Regions from separate parts of the Mus musculus genome. Here all the other regions are linked to region 2. Evidence: chromatin contacts called from public ChIA-PET and promoter capture Hi-C data. All regions are on one chromosome and are shown on one strand. Each heading gives the region's core, a stretch centred on a gene start, on an enhancer-like site or on the middle of the called end of the contact. The rest is flanking DNA. Distances are from core to core; before and after follow the strand shown.

Region 1 (3,492 bases), core at 134-2,633, 540 kb after region 2:
GGTTCTGTAGACCTTGTCCAGGGCCAGCCTTCAATTTGTAAACCCTTGGAGTTCTCCCAAATTGTCCACTTTCTCTGACACTCTTTTCCTATGCTTTAGGAAAAGGACAATTGAGTTTCTGAATCACATTGGGCTGTGATTTTTCCATTTATTACACATTAATAAATTTCCAAGCTTCTTGTCTATTTAATCAACCTTTGTCAGTTTATTCCTGTGACCCTTCAGAGGGTATAGGAGAAATATTTCTTTACCCTACACTGGGGATTTGGGAACATGAGTGCTAGCCACTTCTATCCTTGGAATCTAGGGATCTAGAAAGTCCAGAGACTTAAGATGTTTATCAAAAGGTTGTCGTTAGACTCTTGTTTGAACAATTTTCTTTTGTTTTCTGTCCATCATGTCACACCAATAGTCAAGAGAAGTTTTCCTTGTAAGAATTTTTTTATAGCTTTAAAATCTAGCACATAGGAGACAGAGGCAGGCAGATCTCCGTTTTGAGGCCAGCCTGGTCTACACCATAAGTTCCAGGATAGCCACACCTACACAAAGAAACTCTTGTTTCAAAAACAAAACAAAACAAAACAAAACAAAACAACCACAAAAACAAACAAACAAAACATCATTGCTTGGCCACAAAAGCTCCCAAACTTTTCTCTTTTTTGAATCCCGGATTTACAGCTGTTTTAGCAGTTTGAAAATTCCATGTCCCTCGATGTAAAATAAGGGACCATGGGTGAGATTGCTTATAATAATCAATAAACACTAGAACACTTTTGTCAGTGTTGCCACAAGTGCTCCAAGCCTTCATTGCTGTTTTGTTGTTGTGGTTGTGGTTGTTGTTGTTGTGGTTGCGGTTGTTATATTGGGTTTTGAGCTCATCTCCAGATTAGCAGGAAGAGGTAGAGCCTTCATTATGGAGAATCTAATATTAAACAGAATGTATATATTAAGAGTACAGAGAGTTGTGATTCTAGTTGTAAAGACTAAAACTTGGGGCTGGAGAGATGGCTCAGAGGTTAAGAGCACTGACTGCTCTTCCAGAGGTCCTGAGTTCAATTCCCAGCAGCCACATGGTGTCTCACAGCCATCTGTAATGGGATCTGATGCCCTCTTCTGATGTCTGAAGACAGCTACAGTGTATTCACATACATAAATAATAATCATTTTAAAAAAAAGACTAAAACTTGAATGTTTCCATTTAAAACTCTCCTAGGAAGGAGTATTTGTGAAATGTAAGGATTCCCAACTTTGGAATTCTCCTATGCCCCTGAATCCTGCTGCTGCCAACATTTTGCTGAGGAGTCATTTTCCAGGTCAGTAGTCCTGACCCTCCTGTGGTTACAAAATCAACCATTAGCCTGTGGACACATTAGTCAGCAGCTAATCTGATAGTTGTTTTAGACATTAACTGGCTCTTGGCCAGATGCTGGGCTTGGGCAATGTAGTGGCACTCATTTGAGTGACTCCCAGAATCTTTGAGAGCAGGAGGGGTGAAGAGATCACCCAGTCCAAAGCCATTGTTCTGTTCCACACTGTTTCTTCCTCCTAAGCTTCCAAACCTGAAACAAACAGGTGGAGAGAGACAAGGCTTTGCTGAGTCAGGACTCCTGAAGTCCCTTTGCCAATGGCCATTGACATATTCTGTAGTCTCAAGCAAAGCTCCTTCCACTGCCTTCATGTCCTTCCTTACAACATATTAGTAGTGATAGCTACCACCTACCATGAAGAGTCTATGAAACAAAAGATAGTAGAAATGGGATTCATCCTTTTGTTTGTTTGTTTGTAACAGATTCTCACATAGTACCTAGCCTTGACCTTGCTCTGTATTGGAGGATAACCTTAAACTTCTGATGCTCTGCCTTCAGCTCCAGGCCTATACCACTATGTCTGACTTTATGCAGAGCTCATCATTAAACGGAGGAGGGTCAGTGGCAGTAGGTAAATACTCTACTCCCCAAGTCCTTCCCTAAACACAAAGCTTCATAAATTATGACCTTGCCAATAAAGGGTGAAATGGCTGTTGTAATAATTATCAAAGTATTAACAGTCAAAAGTCCAAACAGAAGTTAGTAAGCATAGATAAGGCAAGGTGAATATAAACTTGTTGACAACTCTTATGTTAAGAGTCAGTCTTGTTATGTTGCTGAGGCTGATCTTAAACTTTGGCTCTCAAGTCATCCTCTAATCTTCAGATTTCCAAGTAGCTGAGACCATGGACACATACCGTCACCCAAGATGACACTTATTTTTTGAATGTAAAATTTAAGTCTAGAACTTTTTAGTTTGTTTTTTTTCAAGACAGGTGTAGCTCTGGCTGTCCTGGATCTCACCAGTCTGAGACCACGCTGGCCTTGACCTTAGAAAGAACCACCTTAATTAGAAAACATTCGAGAGCGGATATGATGATCCCTGCCTGTGATCTCTGAGAAAATGAGCCAGGGTAGTGAGTTTGAGGTCAGCTTCAAGTGCAAGTTAGGAGTTTTATGATCTTTGGTAAAAATGCCTTACATTTTTATATAGAAGATTAAAATATGTATTGCTTTTGTCCTGTTTTCCTAATAGGCTTTTGTTTTGTTTTGTTTTGTTTTTCTTTTGTTTTCGAGACAGGGTTTCTCTGTAACTCTGGCTATCCTGTAGCTCACTTTGCAGAATCGGCTGGCCTTGAACTTACAGATCAGCCCGCCTCTGCCTCCCAAGTGTGCCTGGCTCTCCTAATAGTTTCAGCTAGAAACAATATGCTTTTCCCCCCATTGCCCTAGGGTCATCTGGGGAAACTGATGGACACTAGAACCTTCTCCCACTTGAGAATCGGTCAGATGGTTGTCTGTAACTTGTGCTGTCTGGGATGAAGTGCCCATGCCGCATGGGCCTCCTCTGCTTTGTGAGGTTTTCTTGGCAAGAGAGCTGGTCCGTGACTGTAGGTTTAGATTGGAGTTACCATGTGGGTAGCACGGAGAAACTAGTTCAGATGTGCATACTGCATCACTGCCTGCTTGGATTCTGGAAGGCCTCACGTATAGGCAGTGTCTACAGCCTGAGCTCAAGCTTGCCAGGAGGGCAGGCCAGAAAATGAGAGACAGCCACTCCACGCATTGACTTTTTTGTTCTACATTTTTAAATTCCCCCCTTTTATTTGGAGGGTTAGTGGTGGAGGGTCATGCATGTGTTAGAGTCAGGGGACAACTGTCAGCATCTCTCCTTCCAACATTTAGGTACCAGAAGGCAATCTGAAGTTGTCAAGCTTGGTGGCAGGTGCTTTTATTGGGTGAACCGTGTCACTGGTTCTAATGGACTTTTGAGGTAGGAGAGTCCAAATTCGCAGAGCCTCCTCCACTGAAGGTGCTGGGATGAGAAGAGCCTTCTCTTAGTTTTGAGAAAGAAGCCAGGAAGGCTTCCTACTGCTCCCTCACCACCCACATCTCTTGCTTATAGAGAAACCTACTCAACTTGTGTTTATGCATACATGTATGGGCATATACACGTGTGCATGGG
Region 2 (3,384 bases), core at 104-2,603:
CAGGGCCATTTCTTCTGTCTATCTCTGCTGAGACCTGTCATGCAAAAAGAATCCTGAGTGTCACCAGAGTCAGAAGTTGAGTGCTGTATCTTACTTAAGTAACTTGGAAAAGCTGTTGACGTTATTACAAGTTCAAACTAAGAAATAGACTGAGGTGCATCCAATTTCTTCAACAGCTTTTCCTCCGAGACTTGAGGGAAGTGAAAATTGGCTCTGAATTGGTGTCAACTAATAACTCTGAGGAGGAAACGCCTAGAAATCTCTAACTACTGTGGCACCCTACAGGCTCCTGTTACTACTTGGGCATTACATAAAGAACGGTACACGAAGTGACAGTGACGGCCCTGGGCACCTGATCTGTCTGGACCCAGCTCCCACATTTTTGTTTGTTTGGTCCGCCAACCTACATCCTCATGTTCAGCTAGGACAAAGGAGCCAAATGCGTACTTCTGCTAAATCCTAAGGGTTCGCCCTGCCTTTTGACCCTAGAAGGCTCCCTACGGCAGAGTGGATGGAGTCACCCTGGGGGCTGGAGCGGACAATACTGGCGGACAACCCGCGGGACAAAAAGCACGTCCCGCACGACACCCGGGGGCCACAGATGCGCTTCCCTCGCGCCCACGAAAGAGTCCCGGGAACCCAGCATGGTGGGAGCAGGGCTCTGCAGAGACTCCTTTCGGACCCTCGGGTGGAGGCTTGGCGCCCACACAGCCCGCTGGCCACCCTGCAGTGCCTCCACGTAGATACTCACGGTTCCGGGAGGGTACCCGAGCCGCGCAAGCGCACAGCCTTGCCCAGTCGCTGTGCGGAGCTCCTCCTTAAAAGGCTGGATTGGCAGAAGGCGGTGGAAGCTGGTTCCGGGAAGAGAGACGCGGGTTTCCGGTCCCCTTCCCCGGTACCGCCGCTTTCCCCTGGCCCGTGCTGTGTAGTTCCTGTGAGGCCCTACGGTTTTGGGGCGCCAGGGAGGGCGAGTGCACAGGGGCGTGGGGTGCCTTGCATGGGAGAAAGGCCGACCTTAAAGTGGACAGTTAGTCGGCGACGTTGGCGCCCAAGGATGCGTAGCGAAGTAGAGAACTAAACGTAGTCACCGCGTTTGGTGGCAGTGAAGTGGGAGAGAACACTACCGAGCATCCCTAACCACGGCGCGGCTGGGGAGTGGGCGTGCGACGCCCAGGCCGGGTTTTGAGCCCGACCACATGCGCTCGGGCGCTCGCGTCGCTCCACGCCGCCACTCTGCTGGCCGAAATGGACGCCTTTCTAAATCCTGGCCGGCAGCCTCGGCTGCAAACTCCATCCCCGGACCTGGCCACCCAAGGGTCTCCGCGTGCCGGACCCTGCCGAGCCGCGACCGCCCTCGCCTCTCCCGGCCGGCAGGGGGCGCGCCTGACCTCCACATTCCAGCACCAGCTGCGGGAGACTGGGGACAAGTGGCCTGCAGTAAACTGGGGACCAGTAAGAGCCCTTTCCTCAAGTTACTGAGTTTCCTGTTTGGGTCTTTTCTTCCTCCGTTTTTTCTCTTAGTAAGTTTTCTCCTTACTTGCTCCATGGCTTTGTGCTATCTCGGCTTCTCAGCTTCCCCTTTTCCTTTTCTTATTAAAGCTCACGTTTTTGCGCTAGAGAGAGCTAATCCGATTTCATCAGTGAATACGCACAAGTGAAAAGACCACACCACGTTGATATGTAGTTACTAGAAGAAGAAATACCTTTCTTCCGTGTGTTTTCTGTTTTATTTCTTTCTTTTGGGGACCTAAACTAGGCACAGGAAAGTGTAGACTTTGGGTCAGAAAAACATTCAAAAATGTAAATGGGTTGACCTCCCCAGATTCCTGGGATCTAGCTAACCATTCTGTCTCCCTATTCTCCATCTTTCCACTGAAAATGTATACACACACAGGGGAGGATTGCATACATATGTATATGACTTTAAAACTTCCCCCAAGCTCTCCAGCACACTGCCAACAAGAGCATTTGCAACATTACATTTACTTACCGTGTTCCTTTTGCCCCTCCTAGCTCCCAGAGTTGTAATTATTGCCGACTTGCTTAGAAAGGGCACACATCCGCTTAGGAAAATCAACATCTATAGCAGTGTAGACATTAAAGAGAGCACAAACAGAAACCACTGGTGAGCCTCTAAATATCTGAGAAGAAAGACTTGTTTAATCCTTGGGGGAGAGAGTAATGAGCATTTGATAGAGTACATATTTAAGTGCTCAGCCTGCTATATGGCTGTCTTTAATATGCCCAGGGATTTTCCTATCCTTAGTTCATACTTGACCATACAAATTGTTCTTACCATCAGAACGTGGGTGAAAGAGCCCCTCGCAGCTGGGTAGTTGCTCCTTTCTCACTATCCCAGGGCTTTGGTTTGGTTTAGTTTAAAACAGGATCTCTCTTCTCTACATAGCCTTGTCTGCCCAGGAACTCACTATATATGTACCAGGTTGGCTTCAAACTCAGATGCACCTGCCCCAGACTGGCAAGTGCTGAGATTACAGGTTGTGTGTCACCATGCCTAGCCAAGGCTTGTGTCTTAACATCCAGGCTCTCTTTAGCACCAGGTCCCCGGTTGGAGCTTCACAACTGAAACAGGAGTGAGAAAGAAACCTTTGTAATCGTGGAGAACAGAGCGTGCTGCAGCATTGCTTAGGTGGTACCACAACGGGGGGTGCTAACAACTTGGGAGACTTCCAATGTGAGTGAGGTAGAGGGGCTGGAGAAATGACTTAGTGGTTGAGAGCGCCTTTTGCTCTTGCAAAGGATGCAGGATCAGAACCCAGCACCCACATGATGGCTTACAAAAATCCAAGACTCCACCTAAGTGCCACGGACCCAGTGTCCTCTTCAGTCCCCTGTATGCACAAAGCACACATACCGTAAACATGTATGTGCCCTCAAAAGATTCATACAAAATTAATGAGGTACATGTTTTAGTGTGACTGTTTGGCAAGGTAGGAATTCTTTTGGAGACCTTCAAGGCTTGTAAGATCTTCCTCGTCCTCTTGACTCCCAGGTGTCATTGTCAGTTAAGAGGACTCGACTCCTTAACCACGTTGTACCTCTAAGAACAGAGAGGACACTTCACTGGCAGCCTCCCTTGGTTTTGGTTGTTCAGTTTTCTTTCAGGCAGGTTCTCGCTCTACCGCTTGGCCTTGTCTTAAACTCATGACAATCCTCCTGCCTCGGCTTGCTGAATGAGATGTTGATGTGTGAGCCAACAACCCTGGCCTTCCTTTCAGTTTTTCTGAGGATATGCAAAAGGGTCTACTTTTTGCATTGTCTGGGGTGATTCGGAAATATATCTAAATATAACGATTGTGCTTTTTCCTTATAGAAAGATGCCCTGGGCTCCTTCCTGTGGTCCTTTCCTGGGATATGACAAAA
Region 3 (3,294 bases), core at 720-3,219, 530 kb before region 2:
ACTACTAGGTTTAAAAAAGAAAACCCCACATCAGTAGCATACCCCATAGGTACAATAGTATTACACACTGCTGTCAGAGCTGCTGAACTCCACAAAACAACCAGGGTTCTAGAGCCAATGAAATTCCTCCTGACTCTTTCTCAGATCCACTGGTTGCCAGAGCTGAAACCAAATTAAACATTTCCCTCTAGCAATTTGTAAATTCTGAGAGACAATGCTGTGAAAATTAATTCTAAACAAACAAAAGTTAGGAAATTTATAGCAAAACCTCTTTAGTGCTTCTCCTCCCCAAATCATTTCCAACATACAAAGACAACATTAGTTTGGATATTTTTTCTTGAGGAAGCCAGGAAGGAAGGAGATGGGATTAAAGGCCCGGGAAGAGGACAGTGTCTTTGAAATTACTTCCCCTGGGATACACGATGTACAGCATCCTCAAATTCCCCTTTGATCTCCTGAGGGATTTTTAGTTTCAATGCATACATAACGTGAATCCTACAAACCACTCTGTTCCAAATTTGACACTGAAGTCACACAATCAGGGCAAAGCTGGGCAAAGCTGGGCAAAGCTGGGCCCTGGGTTCTAGGCTTCCCTCCTTCTCCAAATAGGAATGCCTTATCCTGGCTCTTACCATCAATTTTCAAGGTAACAGTGTCAACTGGATGCCACATGGACCAAGCACAGACAGACGGACAGACAAAACTCAGTTTTTCATTGTTTTTTTTGGGTGCTACCTCCCCAAACATATCAGTTTGAAGTCCACCGGTCTTCAGTTGGCCCTCAAGGAGGCTCCTCACTGTTCCTCAGCTACTAAGCTAATTAAATTCCAACTCTGGAGTAATTAAGATACTAGTGCACACGAACAGCTAGACATACAGATGATCCTTTGTCTCCTCTATCCATCTCTTCCAGCCAAGCCACCATTTAGGATCAAACAGGTGGAAATACTATTACTATTTGCTACTTAAGTACCCTAAAACCAAGTCTCAATAGATGTCCCAATTTTAGTCATTATTTCATTCTCATGAACATAATAAAATCCATGCCTTAAGAATCAAAGAAAATTACTCTCTATATACTGCTGTCAAGAGATAGATCTAAAAATTAAACAAGATGACTCCCTAAGGCAGTAGTTCTCAATGTTTCTAATTCTGTAACCCTTTAATACAGTTCCTCCAGTTGTGGTGGCCCTAACTATAGGATTATTTTGTTGCTTCTTCGTAACTGTAATTTTGCTACTGTTAGGGATTGTAATGTAAATATCTGATCTGCAAGATATCTGATATGCAACCCCACAGGGGTCTCAAGTTCACAATCCTAAAGGAAAAAATCCATTACAGTCAGTAACAACGCTAAGCAGTTCCTGTTTGGGAAGGCAGGCGTCTCACAGAGCCCACGGACCTGGGGAAAGACCTCTTTTCTGCAAGATGGTGTCCCAAGAACAACAATGAGCCCGACGGGTTTTAAGCTTCACCATTAATTTTCCATAAAGAGCAGTTTTCTTGACGAGCGCTTGTGTCAGGCAGGGCCTGATGCTTCAGAAACCTGTAATTATTCTTGGCTCCCCACCCCCCACAGCCTCTGCACCTGTGTCAGTTCAAGGCACCAGCTGGCCACGTCTTGCCTCCTGCCTCTTAAAAGCGGGGAGGGAGGGGGGGCAGCATTGAAAACCCAAACTCATGCTACTCACTTCCTCCAAAATGCAAAAACAAAACACAAATTTGAAACTCACCAATCTCATTCCTCTCCCCACCACCCAACATGCCTTGCCAAAAGAAACAAATAAACACTAATTGGCTAGAGAGCTCTCTCTCATTCAAACTAAAATTACTGAAAAACACAGTTAACGGGGAAAGGTCTGACAAGGGGTTATTAATCTGTTTTACAGCTCACTCGTACACACCCCACCCGTTCCTATTAACCCTGTACACACTCACACACCCTACACAAACTCCATGAGCCTCGGTACTCTCAGCAGTCAGGATGGGAACATGCCGAAACCATGACATCATCTCCCCTTCCTCTCCCAGGTTGCTGCTCAGCCTGACTGGCGCTTCTGGGATTCTTATTTATTTAGTAAAGTCATCTCACGGACTCCCTCCTAGAACACTGTTACAGACTTCTGAGTTGGGTTAATTAAATATGCCCTTCCTCTACTACACACACACACACACACACACACACACACACACACACACACACACACACACTTCTTTGACTCAGGGCATCACTGCACGCATGGACGGTGTTGTCCTCTCCCTCTCAACAGCATGAATTTCCGGAGAAGAAGAGGTTCAAAGCCCACTGGGGCCCTCAGTGGCAGATGCAATCTAGTTGCTGACAATCACAGAAGACACTCAAATACAGCTTCCAGGAACCTCGGGATCGGAACGTTACAGACAATGCAGGGTACAGGAAGAGTGTTGTACTTCCTCAGACCATGGAAAAATGGCAGCCAAGGGCACAATGAAAGCCAGCCCTGAACCGCTTTTCTTGTGCAACAGTTGTGATTTTGTGTAACTGTGTGCCGGTAAAATCAATTTCCTAAAATATTTAAAATGGCTGCATGATGGAGCAACCTCAACCTCTCTGAGCTCAGGATTCTCATCTAAGGGAAGGATGGGCTGAGCTTAGAGTGTATGCACAGTCTGTGGCACTCAGATGGCGTGAAATAGCAATGGGAAGATCAAAGGAAGACCCGACCATGGAGGGCAGGGTCAAAGCATGAGACGCCCAATGTCAATAGTGTGGTGAAGGGAAAGGGTTTGGAGGACCGGGACTGTATGAGACCTGCCTCTGAACAGGAACCCCAATGCCTCTGACACTCAGTGATCCTGGTTTAACAGAGGGCTACAATTTTGTATTTCTTGGCTCCTTGAGGCTATTGATTTCATCAATCTCTAAAATGAAAATTTAGCTAGAGTATGTGCATGACAAAGGCAACTGGACTCATTCCTGACTTGTGACCTGCCATATATTTTGCTTAATGAGTGAATGGGTGGGTGAATGAATGAACAGAGCAAGCAACTCTGATCAAATTGAAAACCCATCAGTGGTCACAATTCTGGAGACTGGAGCCCAGAACTATGATGAATTCAAAAATTTCTTCACTGAAAAACATAAGAGGCAGGCTGGTTGTCTGTGTTCAAATTTCTTACCAGGCTTTAACTGTAAGTACTTCAGAGCTTCAGGGGATAAGTTTACGTGTTTACAGTATAGAGCAAATCTCATACTCTAAGCTGAGAGGAAGGTTTATTTCATGGAGTAGAGGAAGTTTTGCTTCCTGGAGTGGA

Evidence for each region. Promoter capture Hi-C pulls out the DNA fragments that hold promoters and counts their contacts. ChIA-PET counts read pairs in DNA pulled down with a chosen protein or histone mark.
Region 1: a promoter capture Hi-C map of 3T3-L1-derived adipocytes shows a contact between it and region 2, with 3 times the contacts expected there. The contact joins the enhancer-like site here to the promoter of Mettl21a in region 2. A contact is called at or near these places in 13 of 39 promoter capture datasets (the 3T3-L1 cell line, 3T3-L1-derived adipocytes, embryonic stem cells and 5 more) and 4 of 115 datasets of contacts at active chromatin or transcription factors (astrocytes, embryonic forebrain, embryonic hindbrain and 1 more).
Region 3: a contact with region 2 is called in an RNA polymerase II ChIA-PET map of memory CD8 T cells, with 10 read pairs. The contact joins the enhancer-like site here to the promoter of Mettl21a in region 2. A contact is called at or near these places in 2 of 39 promoter capture datasets (the HPC-7 cell line and pre-B cells), 2 of 115 datasets of contacts at active chromatin or transcription factors (memory CD8 T cells and pancreatic cancer cells) and 2 of 9 other capture datasets (adipose tissue and liver).

The regions. Positions count from the first base shown.
Region 1 is chr1:65,153,603-65,157,094 of GRCm38.p6, forward strand. No RefSeq gene overlaps it. Among named protein-coding and RNA genes, the nearest start is that of Idh1, 24 kb to the right of the region's middle. Within about 2 kb of position 1,384, at least 23 of the 459 cell types and tissues checked have an H3K27ac peak or open chromatin away from gene starts, as enhancers often do. A contact at or near this core is called in 3T3-L1-derived adipocytes, where this site is marked.
Region 2 is chr1:64,616,411-64,619,794 of GRCm38.p6, forward strand. Mettl21a (methyltransferase like 21A) reads right to left here and starts at 1,354. Exons shown (of 3, transcript NM_025964.4): 1 at 1-1,354. The coding sequence starts at 9.
Region 3 is chr1:64,086,457-64,089,750 of GRCm38.p6, forward strand. The region is part of intron 1 of Klf7 (Kruppel-like factor 7 (ubiquitous)); the gene reads right to left. The region is part of intron 2 of Gm13748 (a long non-coding RNA gene); the gene reads left to right. Among named protein-coding and RNA genes, the nearest start is that of Gm13748, 8.8 kb to the left of the region's middle. Within about 2 kb of position 1,970, at least 186 of the 459 cell types and tissues checked have an H3K27ac peak or open chromatin away from gene starts, as enhancers often do. A contact at or near this core is called in adipose tissue, liver, memory CD8 T cells and 1 more, where this site is marked.